Regions from separate parts of the Sus scrofa genome. Here regions 1 and 2 are each linked to region 3. Evidence: chromatin contacts called from public Hi-C and promoter capture Hi-C data. All regions are on one chromosome and are shown on one strand. Each heading gives the region's core, a stretch centred on a gene start, on an enhancer-like site or on the middle of the called end of the contact. The rest is flanking DNA. Distances are from core to core; before and after follow the strand shown. Region 1 holds the start of USO1 (general vesicular transport factor p115). Region 2 overlaps G3BP2 (ras GTPase-activating protein-binding protein 2). Region 3 holds the start of PARM1 (prostate androgen-regulated mucin-like protein 1).

Region 1 (3,680 bases), core at 425-2,924, 580 kb after region 3:
TATTTTCTTCATGTATCCATCAATACCACCTTTATTGGACACTGCTAAGCCACAGAGACATAAAAATGAATAAAATAGCTGTGCCCTTAATAGTCCACTTCAACAAGCATTTACTGAGAGCTTCCCACTTATTAACACCTGCAAAGTGCTAGCATATACCTATGTATCTGGATTTCAGGGAAAGCTTTCAGAAGATGCCAGAATTAGGTCTTAAGGAACTAGCAAGAGTTTCCTTGAAGAAGTGGAGGGAGGGAAGGATATATCCAGGCAGGTATCAGAAGTACACGGGGGAGGCATAAGCTAGAAAAATAGGCAAGAGTCAGAACACAACAGGCCTGTATACCAACCTAAGGAGTTTGGATTTTATCATGGTGAGAATCGGCAACAATTGGAAGATATTAAGAAGAGGACCAACATGCATAGATGTTTTGTCATTGGTAGGCTCACCCAGGCATAGACTGGAGACTGAACTGGAAGGAAGCCATGCCCTGAATGCAGACAAACTAGTTAGGAAGCTATTGCCATGATCTTGGTGAAAAATGATGAGAACATAAACTATGTCAGAGGCAGAGAGGATGGAGAGCAGGGACCTATTTGAGAAATATTCTATAAATAGAGTGACAGGACTTGACTGCAGGACATGTGTGGGTGAAACCCAGAGTTTCAGATTCCTCTCAGCTTCCTCCTTCTAGCTTAGGCAATGCTTTGGAGAGCAGTACTAAGGAGTGGGGTCGGGCACATAGAAGATGCATATTGATTTTTTTTTCTTTCTTTAAGGGAGGCTGGGGAGACCTGCAGTTGGAGGGGTGTATGAATCAATCAGCTAACTGGACCCTGCGCTTTTTAGGTTCAAGACATTTACGAGACCACTCCATAAGCATGTGTACCTGGCACTCTCATTTCGAAAGAAACAAGGCATGACGATTTGAAAAATGACATTTTTATGTTAAAAAAAAAACACTGAAAATATAGGGTTTAGAGTTAATAAAACATCATACTACTAGCTGCCAGTCTGACACTGCAGATCAATGTATTTCCTATCTTTAGATAGGTTTTCGCTTCACACCACTTGAAAAGAGCGGTGTACCTGGTGCTTAGATCCAGGAATTCCTTTTAGCGGGTTTAAGAGCAAGAGCTGAAAAATGCGCCCTCCCGTGGTAGTGGAATGAGGGGGTTCTGGCACCCTTTCTACCACCAAACAAAGCCCTGTAAAGAAATGCAATTTATGGGGATGAGAAGGCCACAATGCTGGTACCGCTACACCGCAAAACCAGAATGAACCCTCCCAGGCGTCGGGACCCCTTACCTGTCACGTCGGCCGAAGGTAAATTTCACTTTCCACTCAACAAAATACGACTCCTGATTTGACAGCCTACAGTAAACCCCACTCGGTGACAATTAAAAACCCTGCAAGCCAAAACGCGTACACTATTCGGATCCTCTCCAGCCGGCAGGGCCGGGCTCCGACCACGTGGGTGGTTGAGGCCAGCAGAAGGCACCCGCGAAGGGCGGGAGTAGGAGGCGTGTCCCTGCGGAGGGAGGCGGGCCCTGCGCAGTGGGCGGGGCTTGACGACCCCGGGCTGCGGGCCTCCGCTCGCCTACTTTCTCCCTTTGCCTTCGCCCTTCGAGCCGCCACGTAATGCCACGTCCCCGCGCATGCGCATCTCGACTGGTGGCGGCGGCTGTTTCCGGGCTTAGGGGGCTGGAGCGGCCGCCGAGCAGGAGGCGGTGGTGGCGGCGGCCGCGGAGTGCAGAGTGCGGGCTCGGAGGCCAGGCCCAGCGGAGACCAGAGGAAGTTATCTTTTTTTTCCCGAAGGGGTAGGCAGAGCCGGTGGCTGAACGGCAAGATGAATTTCCTCCGCGGGGTTATGGGGGGTCAGAGTGCCGGACCCCAGCACACAGAAGCCGAGACGGTGAGAGGAGCGACGGGTCCGGGACTTGGGAAGGGTCCGGGCAGGAACCGGGACGGAGGACTTGGGGCCCGGGAGGTCACCTCCCGCGCCCCGCTGTGGGCGGGGAGTCCACACGCCGCCTCCCCCTTTGCCGGCGTGCCTCCCCTTCCTCTGCCGAAACCCCCGAGTTATATTCCCTCACGCCCCCAGCGCAGCCACCAGCGCAGCGGCTCGGCCCTGCTGACAGCAGCTGCGCCCGAAGCTCCGCAGGCCGCTTGGTGGTGGTCCGAGGGTGATAGCGCCCGGGAAGTGATTGATCCAGGGCAGAGGTGGCCTGACCTGTCTCCCGCGCCCTCGGGCCGCGGGCCTGCCCCTCCCGTTGCGCCAGTGTCTCCACTGGCAGTGAGGAACCTAAAGTCCAGCTCTGTTCTTCGCAGTCTGATATGGGCTTTGGGGAGGACTGCAAGAAGGTTTAAAACCCAGCTGTTGACCGGAGCAAGTGGCTAAGAATAATACGATAGTTTGGGACACAAAGCCACCTGCCCCTGTCCCTTCAGCTGGAGAGACCGGTCGTTCTGCCGGGTGTTATTAGTCCGGACCCTGTTTCAGGCTCACCCAAATGCTTAGGAAACACTAGCCCGGACGTTGTAGGGATCTTTCGCGCTCAGTCCGCTTTGGGAACACATTTCCTTTCCACTCACCCCATTCAGAAGTCTGAACTCGTGATGACATGATTTGCAGCGTCTCTTTTAACAAATTGTGCGCTCCTGCACACAGTAGTTGTTAAGTTGGTTCTATTTTAGGTTTAGGAAGTTTGGTTAATGTCTGTTAGAAAAGCGTGTATATGACATTTTTTTAAAGACGCTTTTACGTTGAGGGTAATTTTAGATCTCCCCAAAAGTGACAAAGTATGACATTTTTAAGGTAAACTTTGGGTAGTGTTCATAGACATGACCTGGTCGTCTGCAAACATGTCCTGTGTTGATGGGATCCTCAGGGGTAAAATAGTAGCATTCATTTGTCAAGCTTGTGCTGGGTATTGTGCTCTTTCAAGTTTACATTCTCCTTAAGCCCCTAACCTCCCTGCTAGATGGGTGATAGTATCCTCACTTTACAACCGAAGAAATGAGGGTTAGAGAGGTGTAGTAACTTGACCCAGGTCACACTGCTAAGAACCGAGCCAAGATTCAACCAGGGTTTGCCTTGCTGGTGCCATGTTTTAAAACTTATCTAGGAATTTTAGAAATTTATACTCTTAAAGTTAACCTCACGAAATCTGAATTAGAACTGTTTAAAGTGGGAGCTGAAAGCTGGTGAATCTGTTTTCCCTCATGTGAAAATCAGGGGCTTCCACATATACACACACACGAACTGATATTCAGCTTCTCTAGTCCACCCCCACATGGCTATAGCAAAGCAATTGAGTGGCCCTGTTAGAAGACTGTGCTGGAATTCTCTTGTGGCTCAGCAGGTTGAGGACTCAGTGCTGTCATTCAGCTGCTCCGGTCCTGCTGTTGGTACAGGTTCTGTCCCTGGCCCAATTGAAGGTGGGGCCAAAAAAGAAAGAAAAGGCTATGATCTCTCCAGGTTATCATTGTCACAGCCCACCTCTTCAGCTTGTGTTCATTTGTTTTATCTGTCTGATATTTTTGTTTGAGGCACCGAGTTTTAAAATGTGGCTTATTAGAGCTTGCTTTGGAGTTAGAGCTTGATTTGAATCCTTGCCTTCCACCCCTAATTGCCTTGAATCGGAGGCAAGAGACAGCCCATACCCTATGAGTAAAATAA
Region 2 (3,335 bases), core at 501-3,000, 540 kb after region 3:
TTAAACAAGGGACCTTGGTGCTTGTCCCTTTGAGCACAGGAAAGGGGGTCACCCAGCAGCAGACTACGAAGAAGGGGAGAAGGTCTTCCCCTCATCTTCCTATTTGTTCTTACTTCCCAGGGCCCAGTGGTCTTGGCAGAAAACAAACAAACAACATTGAAAGGTGTAAATGATGCAGGCATAGCAGACAATCGCCAGCCTTCTGGCAGTTGCTCATGATCATCTCTGTCGTCATGGAAAGCGGACTAAATCCAGAGTGTGGACGCCAATGGGCCAATTGCTAATTTTATAATTGTAATCCTTTTACAGAGTTCCCTGTTCACATGTACTCAAAAGGTAACATGAAGATGAATTCACAGCATGCTTCACATGACAGGTGCTCAGATATACTTATTCAAGCAGTCAACGTGGTCATCCCTAATAAAAACAAGTTAAGACAAAGGGAACAAGGCCTCCTTAAAAGGTACAAAAACTTATATTCAGACTTTATTTTTTTAATTTTTTTCTTACGCAATGAATTTACTACATTTATAGTTATACAATGATCATCACAATCCAATGTTATAGGATTTCGATCCCACAACCCCAGCGCATTCCCCCACCCCACCCCCAATCATCATCTCTTTTAAAAAGACAAGTGAATTGGGCTTTTTTGTGCATGGCACCAAACCCAGAAGGCTTAGGAAAAATAATCGAAGAAAATTTAAGTCCTAAAATTAATGCATTTTGCTAAAAAAATTATGGATGAAATGATCTGATGTCTGGTATTCACTTCAATATAACAAATAACTTAGGAGAAGTGGGTAAGAACACAGATAAAATAAGGTGAGCTTCGAGTCGATAATTTCTTAAGCTTGGTGAAAAATATGTGGAGATTTAATATACCAATCGCTCTACTTTTATTTCTTTGACATTTTCCACAATATAAAGTTTTAAGAAGTAACAGACTTTTGTATGTTAGATAATACCTTGAAAACAAGATTGAAAAGCAAGCAATAAACTAGGGGGAAATGTGCAAAACGCTGCACTGTTAAGCTTTATATCCTTAAGAGAGGAGCTTTTACACATGAATTATAAAGACTAACAGCTAATAGAAAAAAATGTCAGGAATGGGTAATTCCCAAAAGAAATACAAAAAGCTAATAATCATATGAAAACATATTCAACTCCACTAATTACGGGAGACAGAATAATGGCCCCCCTCAAGGATGCCAGTGTCCTAATCCGAAGACTTATGAATATGTTACTTTACATGGTAAAAGGGGACTTTGCAGAAGTGATTAAGGATTTGGGGACCAGGAGATTGTCCTGGATTATCCAGGTGGGCACAAAGCAATCACAAAGGCCCTCAAGAGAGGGAAACAAGAGGGGCCACCTCAGAGACAGAAACGGTGAAGAAGATTCAAGGATGCTATGTTGCTGGCTTTGAAGATGGAGGGAGGGACCAGGAGCCCAGAAGGGCAAGTGGCCTCTAGAAAGTGGCACAGGCAAAGAAACCCCTTCTGCCCTAGAGCCTCCAGAAGGAAGCAGCCTGGCTGCCACCTTGACTTTGGACCAGGCACCTTAAATTCTGACCTACTGATTTCCAGTGGGCCCTCCCTTGGGGACCCCACCGCCACCGCTGCCACCACAATTATGCAACATTTCCTCTGGCTTTACTCGCCTAGATGACTGTGTCCCGGCTTCTCTCAAGGTGCCCTGCAACAGCTCCCCACTCACTCTCCCGGTGCATGCTCTTTGGTGGTGCTGTTTGCTCGATGGACTTCATCCCACAGGACAGTCTAGAGCAATCGAGACATTTGCAAACTCTCCCATCACTCAGGCCCGGGTATCCACACCCACTGGCGCCTCAGTCCCACCTGCCTCGCTCCCTGTGCTGCACTCCTCCCTAAGGCCTTGCCTCCCCTCTTGTGGACTCTGGGGATCACTCTGCAGGGCAGTGCTCCATCGTCACCAATTTTTCTCTCTGCACTGGATCATCCCCATCAGCATATAAACAGGCTGTAAAACAACAGCAAACTGTCCCTACCCCATTCCCCTCTAGCTACTGCCCCATTTCTCTGCTTCTTCGTAGAGTGAAATTCTTCAAAAGCGTTTTTTATACGTGCTGTCTCTAACCCCTCTTCCACTCCTTCTGAACCCGCTCCAATTTGGCTCCAGTCTCAGAACAGATCTGCACTGCGGTAATCAGTATTCCCAGAAGAAGAAACTTGTTCAGAACCATGCATCAGTCCATAGCTGACTAAAGGCTGGGCCCTTCCTACTCCCTGCTCAGTCTGGCTCTCCAATTGTCCTTTCTTATTTCTTCCTGCAAAATGGACCACCCAGCCAGCCTCCTAAACACTGGACTGGCTTGCATGTCTTATAAAGTATCTATAGGATTTGATTCTTTAAAAAAAATTTTTTTATTATAGTTGATTTACAATGTTGTGACAATTTCTGCTGTACAGCAGTGACCCAGTCATATATATACTTCCTTTTCCTCATATTATCTTCCATCATGTTCTATCGCCAAGAGACAGGGTATATTTCCCTGTGCTGTACAGTAGGACCTCATTGCTTATCCATTTTAAAGGTAATAGTTTGCATCTACTACTAAGATTTGATTCTAATTAGTTTATGAACCACAACATATTATATTGATTTTGAAACTAATATATTTCAGATTGTATCTGTGTCATGGCTTACACTTAGAAAATGTTTTCTCTTGTAGTTATTCCTTTAGGAAAGATTTCATGACTATTTCCCTAAGCAATACCATATCACTTATTCATAAGTTTGCTCATTATTTTCATTTTAAGTAATACATGTTTAACACAAAAATGTGGAAAATGGGAAGCAAAAATACATCAGCCATAATTACACCACTGAATACAAAAACTGTTAGCACTTTTATTTCCTTCCAGGTTTAAACATGTATTTTTCTCTATTTATAATCATAGCAAATATGGAAAAGTAATCCTGTATTATCCATTAAAATACGCAAAGAAATCAACATAAATAAAAACAGAAGAACTTAAGTACCACTGAACGAGGTCAGGGATCAAACCTGAAACCTCATGGTTCCTACCCAGATTTGTTAACCATTGAGCCAAGAGGGGAACTCCCCTAAAACTCTATATTCTTGGATATAGCCCTTTCTAGCTCTGCTCAGAGTACTCTGCCCTGACACCCTCTTCAAAGAAAGACTCACTACTCTTTGGATCTCTAGGTTCCAAAGAGATGAGGTCATTTTGTCAACCTAAGAGGTATCAAGGGTATTTAGTCTTCTGTGTTCTACTTCCCCAAAAGGTTAAGTTCTGCTGCATTCTTTTGCAGGTATGGAATTTTTTCTC
Region 3 (3,430 bases), core at 721-3,220:
TTACCACCAAATCCATGGCAAGCACCTAGTAAGTGATCAACTATGTTTTCATTAAATTAATAAAAGTTTGAATTGTTCATAAAAATGAATTGTTTTGCTTCAAGAAATCATTTTCAACCCTGATTTGGGTACAATGAACAGCTTTAGATATTTTAACTGATTCATGTGTGGGAATCACCATCCTTTGGGTACCAGACCATCCTCTTAGATATCAAAGCCAGTCACACATCCTTTGCACTACTCAGGAATTCCATTACAGTGTTGTTGAATCTCAATTAGTTTTTTCTGTGAAGTGTTTTTGAAAAATCTTTATTTCTGTCACACAGTCACTTACTTAAATGGCCCTCTCTAAAAGGACCAGGGCTTTATAGAATATGCCCACAAAATTCCATCTGTGTGTGGTCCCTGCCCCCATGACAGCCACCGCACAGATGCAGAAATTGTTCATAATCACACTGATTACACAAGAAACCAGAAGGACTTGAAGGTCAAAAGCATTAAGAGAACTTGTTTAATAAATTGCATTTGCAGTTTCTTTGGCCGGGGTGGTTGGATGGGAGGGCATTTGGTTGTAATATTTCTACTCCTCATTTCACCGAGAATCAATACATGTACCAAGACAAAAGAAACACTATGAGCTCAGTTTAATCCAGCTGTGGAAGTGTGACAAGTGGTAATGGTGGGGTCAGTGAGAGGAACTGATATCATCACAGACAAAGCCGGGAGGCCCCAAAGAGTGAGAAAAGAAAACCCGAGGCTCTCTCTAGGAGGTAAGAAGTCACAGAAGAAGAAAACTCTTCTCCAGAGCTAGTGATGGTCCTGAACAAACCAGTTCTTTAGGGATGCCCCTTAATTCCTGCAGCATCCCATCTCCAGGGACTAGGGGACCACCGGGCTCCTAATACATACATTGGGAGCTGCTCTGGCATCTGGTCTGGCTGAGGTATAGAAATAAGCAGCTCTAAGGTGGTGGAAGCATTAAGAGAAGGGTCAGCTTTGATCTGTGTGAACACACAGAGACTTCGGACTTTGAAAAAGGAGCATAGTACAGAGATGACCCAGAGTTCGCGGGCATGTGTTTTATCTGTACCATTAGCTGGTTGTGTGACCTTGGGCAAGTACTTAAACCTCCAGACGCTTTCATTTTCTCCCCTGGAAATGAAGACATAAGAGTGCCCACATCAAAGGACTGTTCTGAGACCATGACTGGGTTGATACCTGTACAGCGCAGTCGTCCAGCACGCAGACATTCTCAGGAAATGTCAGCCTTTGGTATTATGCCCTGGTGCACAAACTCTTCAATTACGGGATTCAGTCTTTACTAGCCATGTGATCCTGAGCACATCACTTCTCTTCTCTGTGCATTAGTTTTCTCATCTACAAAATGGAATAAGAATTCTTATGTCCCAGGGTCGTTGGAAGGTATCACGATACAACATGAAATGGGGTGCCTGGCTCTGAATGGGCCCATGAACCACTGTTACCTGACATTAATACTGTTTCTTCTAGAAAGAAGCTGAATATGATAACAGACACCCTGACTTAGGCACCAGGAAATGCAGTGGGGTTGAACGTGTGCGAAGGTTTAATGTATACGCAGGAACATCCGGAGAAATGAAGGAAAAGGAAAAGGTTCTCATACTTGGAAAGAAATGTAATACGTTCTCTTAGGAAGTGGGGTCTTGGCTCTTGGAGGTGGCATAACCTGTTTAAAGGTTATCACCCACATAAGAAAAGGTGAGATAAATTCTTGAGGGCAGAAATCCGCTCCCATTACACTGCGTTCCCTTAGCTCCCAGCACAGGCCTAGCGGCCCCAAACATTCGCTGAACCCGCTCAAAACTCGGATCTCCCGCCCCGACTGTCCAGCAGAGGCCGCCCTGGGCCAGGACTCCCGGGACCTGAACGCCGCCGGGAGAGGAAAGGCCAGGGGTGGCCTTGTCATCGCCGCGGGGCCTGGGTGGGAGGGGTTTGGCGGCGGCAGTCGGGCGGCGGAGGCGGCCCCCGGCTCCCGCGGCTGGGATGGAGCAGAAGCGCGCCGGGCGCCGGAGGATACGCAGCTGACGGAGCCGCGCGGCGCTCGCCTCTCTTCCCCTCCCGCCGCCCGAGCCGCCCCGGCCGCCCGGCTCCCACAGTAGCCAACCGGGCAGAGGAGGAGCCGCCCGCGCCCGGTGCGCTCTGTCAGTCCTGGCAAACTCTCCTGCCGCCCGCGCCGGGTTTGGCACTAAGCACCACGGTACCATGGTCCGCAAGACGCTCTTCGCTCTCTTCATCGTCACAGCAGGTATTTTGGGGGCGCCGTCCTGCCAGGAAGGGCCGGGGCGACACGGGCCGCACGGCCAGCGCTGGGGCGGGGGCTCGAGCGGGGAGACCGGGAAGTAAGTCGCGCCGGTAGCCGGAGTGGCGCGAGCCTCCGGTGTTGCGCAGAGATATGTGCGCACTTGGATTTGGGGTGATGAGCATTTGGGGAGCTCCTGGGCCGAGCCGGACTGAGGGGGTGACTGGGTTCTTCCGGCCGCCGCTCGCTCTCACACGAACTCCGGGCTTTGGGAAACAGGTGGCTGCGCGACGCTTTTGAACCCGGGGTTGGCGACACTGACTGCGACTAGAGGCTTCTCGGGTCTCTGAGCACACCCGCCCAAAGTTGGGCACCAGACTTCTTGACGCGGTTGGACCCGAGAGGGATGAGAAGAAGAATCAGGGAGGGGTGGCATCTGGGAAAGCTAATGCTCGGGCCGTGCGCCCTGCGGGGCTGGTTTGCTTTTCCCCAGACTTGGTGGGCTCTGGTCTCTGGCCTCTGGCGTCCCTTCCTAGTTAACGCTTGGGGATGATGCGGCGCTAACAATCCCAAGGCAGCTGCTTGGATCCGGCGGCTTAAGCTCGCTATCACCGCCGGGGTGGCAATTTTACCCTGTGGCCCGGAGCTCCCCCGAATGCGTGCCCTGGCAGAAACTGCTAACTTGGCTCCTTGGGGATGGCTTCCCACGCGCACCGCGCGGGTCTCTGGACCACGGACGGCAGCGGCCTCTAGGCGGGAGCTGGGGAGAAAGGAGCGGGAGGACCGAGCTCGGCCTGGTGGGCGCCGAGGAGAGAGTCAGAAGAGCGCTTTGAGTCTGAGATTAGGGTGCCCAATTTTTGCAGAAAATGCAGGCCGACTGTGGATCAGGCACCGGTAGAAAAATCAGCCTGCGTGCGCGGTACACTGTTATGTTTAGATAAAAGAATATTTCAAGGCCACATCCACAAACCATTGATTCATGCTAGTAGTCCGTGTATCTGTATCTATATCTATATCTGTTTTTCCTCCTGAATTGCTTGGTTCCTGCAATTGTGGACACAAGAAGCTAGGGGTTTCCTGGCAGCTGACAAAGGTTAATGCAGTTTTGAGGAAAAGTTGCCCAACTTGAGGCTACAGGGAGTCTTTTTCCTC

Evidence for each region. Promoter capture Hi-C pulls out the DNA fragments that hold promoters and counts their contacts. Hi-C and Micro-C count contacts between places; a contact is called where the count stands out from the background.
Region 1: a contact with region 3 is called in a Hi-C map of embryonic fibroblasts, with 2.3 times the contacts expected there. The contact joins the promoter of USO1 here to the promoter of PARM1 in region 3. A contact is called at or near these places in 1 of 5 promoter capture datasets (fetal skeletal muscle), 4 of 47 Hi-C or Micro-C datasets (embryonic fibroblasts, heart right ventricle and skeletal muscle) and 1 of 2 datasets of contacts at active chromatin or transcription factors (skeletal muscle).
Region 2: a contact with region 3 is called in a promoter capture Hi-C map of liver, with 3 times the contacts expected there. The contact joins the enhancer-like site here to the promoter of PARM1 in region 3. A contact is called at or near these places in 1 of 5 promoter capture datasets (liver), 7 of 47 Hi-C or Micro-C datasets (alveolar macrophages, embryonic fibroblasts, fetal heart ventricle and 4 more) and 1 of 2 datasets of contacts at active chromatin or transcription factors (skeletal muscle).

What each region holds. Positions count from the first base shown.
Region 1 is chr8:71,361,953-71,365,632 of Sscrofa11.1, forward strand. It overlaps USO1 (general vesicular transport factor p115), which reads left to right and starts at 1,675. Exons shown (of 27, transcript XM_005666762.3): 1 at 1,675-1,913. The coding sequence starts at 1,848. It overlaps G3BP2 (ras GTPase-activating protein-binding protein 2), which reads right to left and starts at 1,522. Exons shown (of 13, transcript XM_005666759.3): 1 at 1,307-1,522.
Region 2 is chr8:71,331,156-71,334,490 of Sscrofa11.1, forward strand. All of the region lies in intron 2 of G3BP2 (ras GTPase-activating protein-binding protein 2), which reads right to left. Among named protein-coding and RNA genes, the nearest start is that of G3BP2, 31 kb to the right of the region's middle. Within about 2 kb of position 1,751, at least 17 of the 83 cell types and tissues checked have an H3K27ac peak or open chromatin away from gene starts, as enhancers often do. A contact at or near this core is called in fetal liver, liver, omental adipose tissue and 1 more, where this site is marked.
Region 3 is chr8:70,786,164-70,789,593 of Sscrofa11.1, forward strand. It overlaps PARM1 (prostate androgen-regulated mucin-like protein 1), which reads left to right and starts at 1,971. Exons shown (of 5, transcript NM_001243716.1): 1 at 1,971-2,284. The coding sequence starts at 2,242.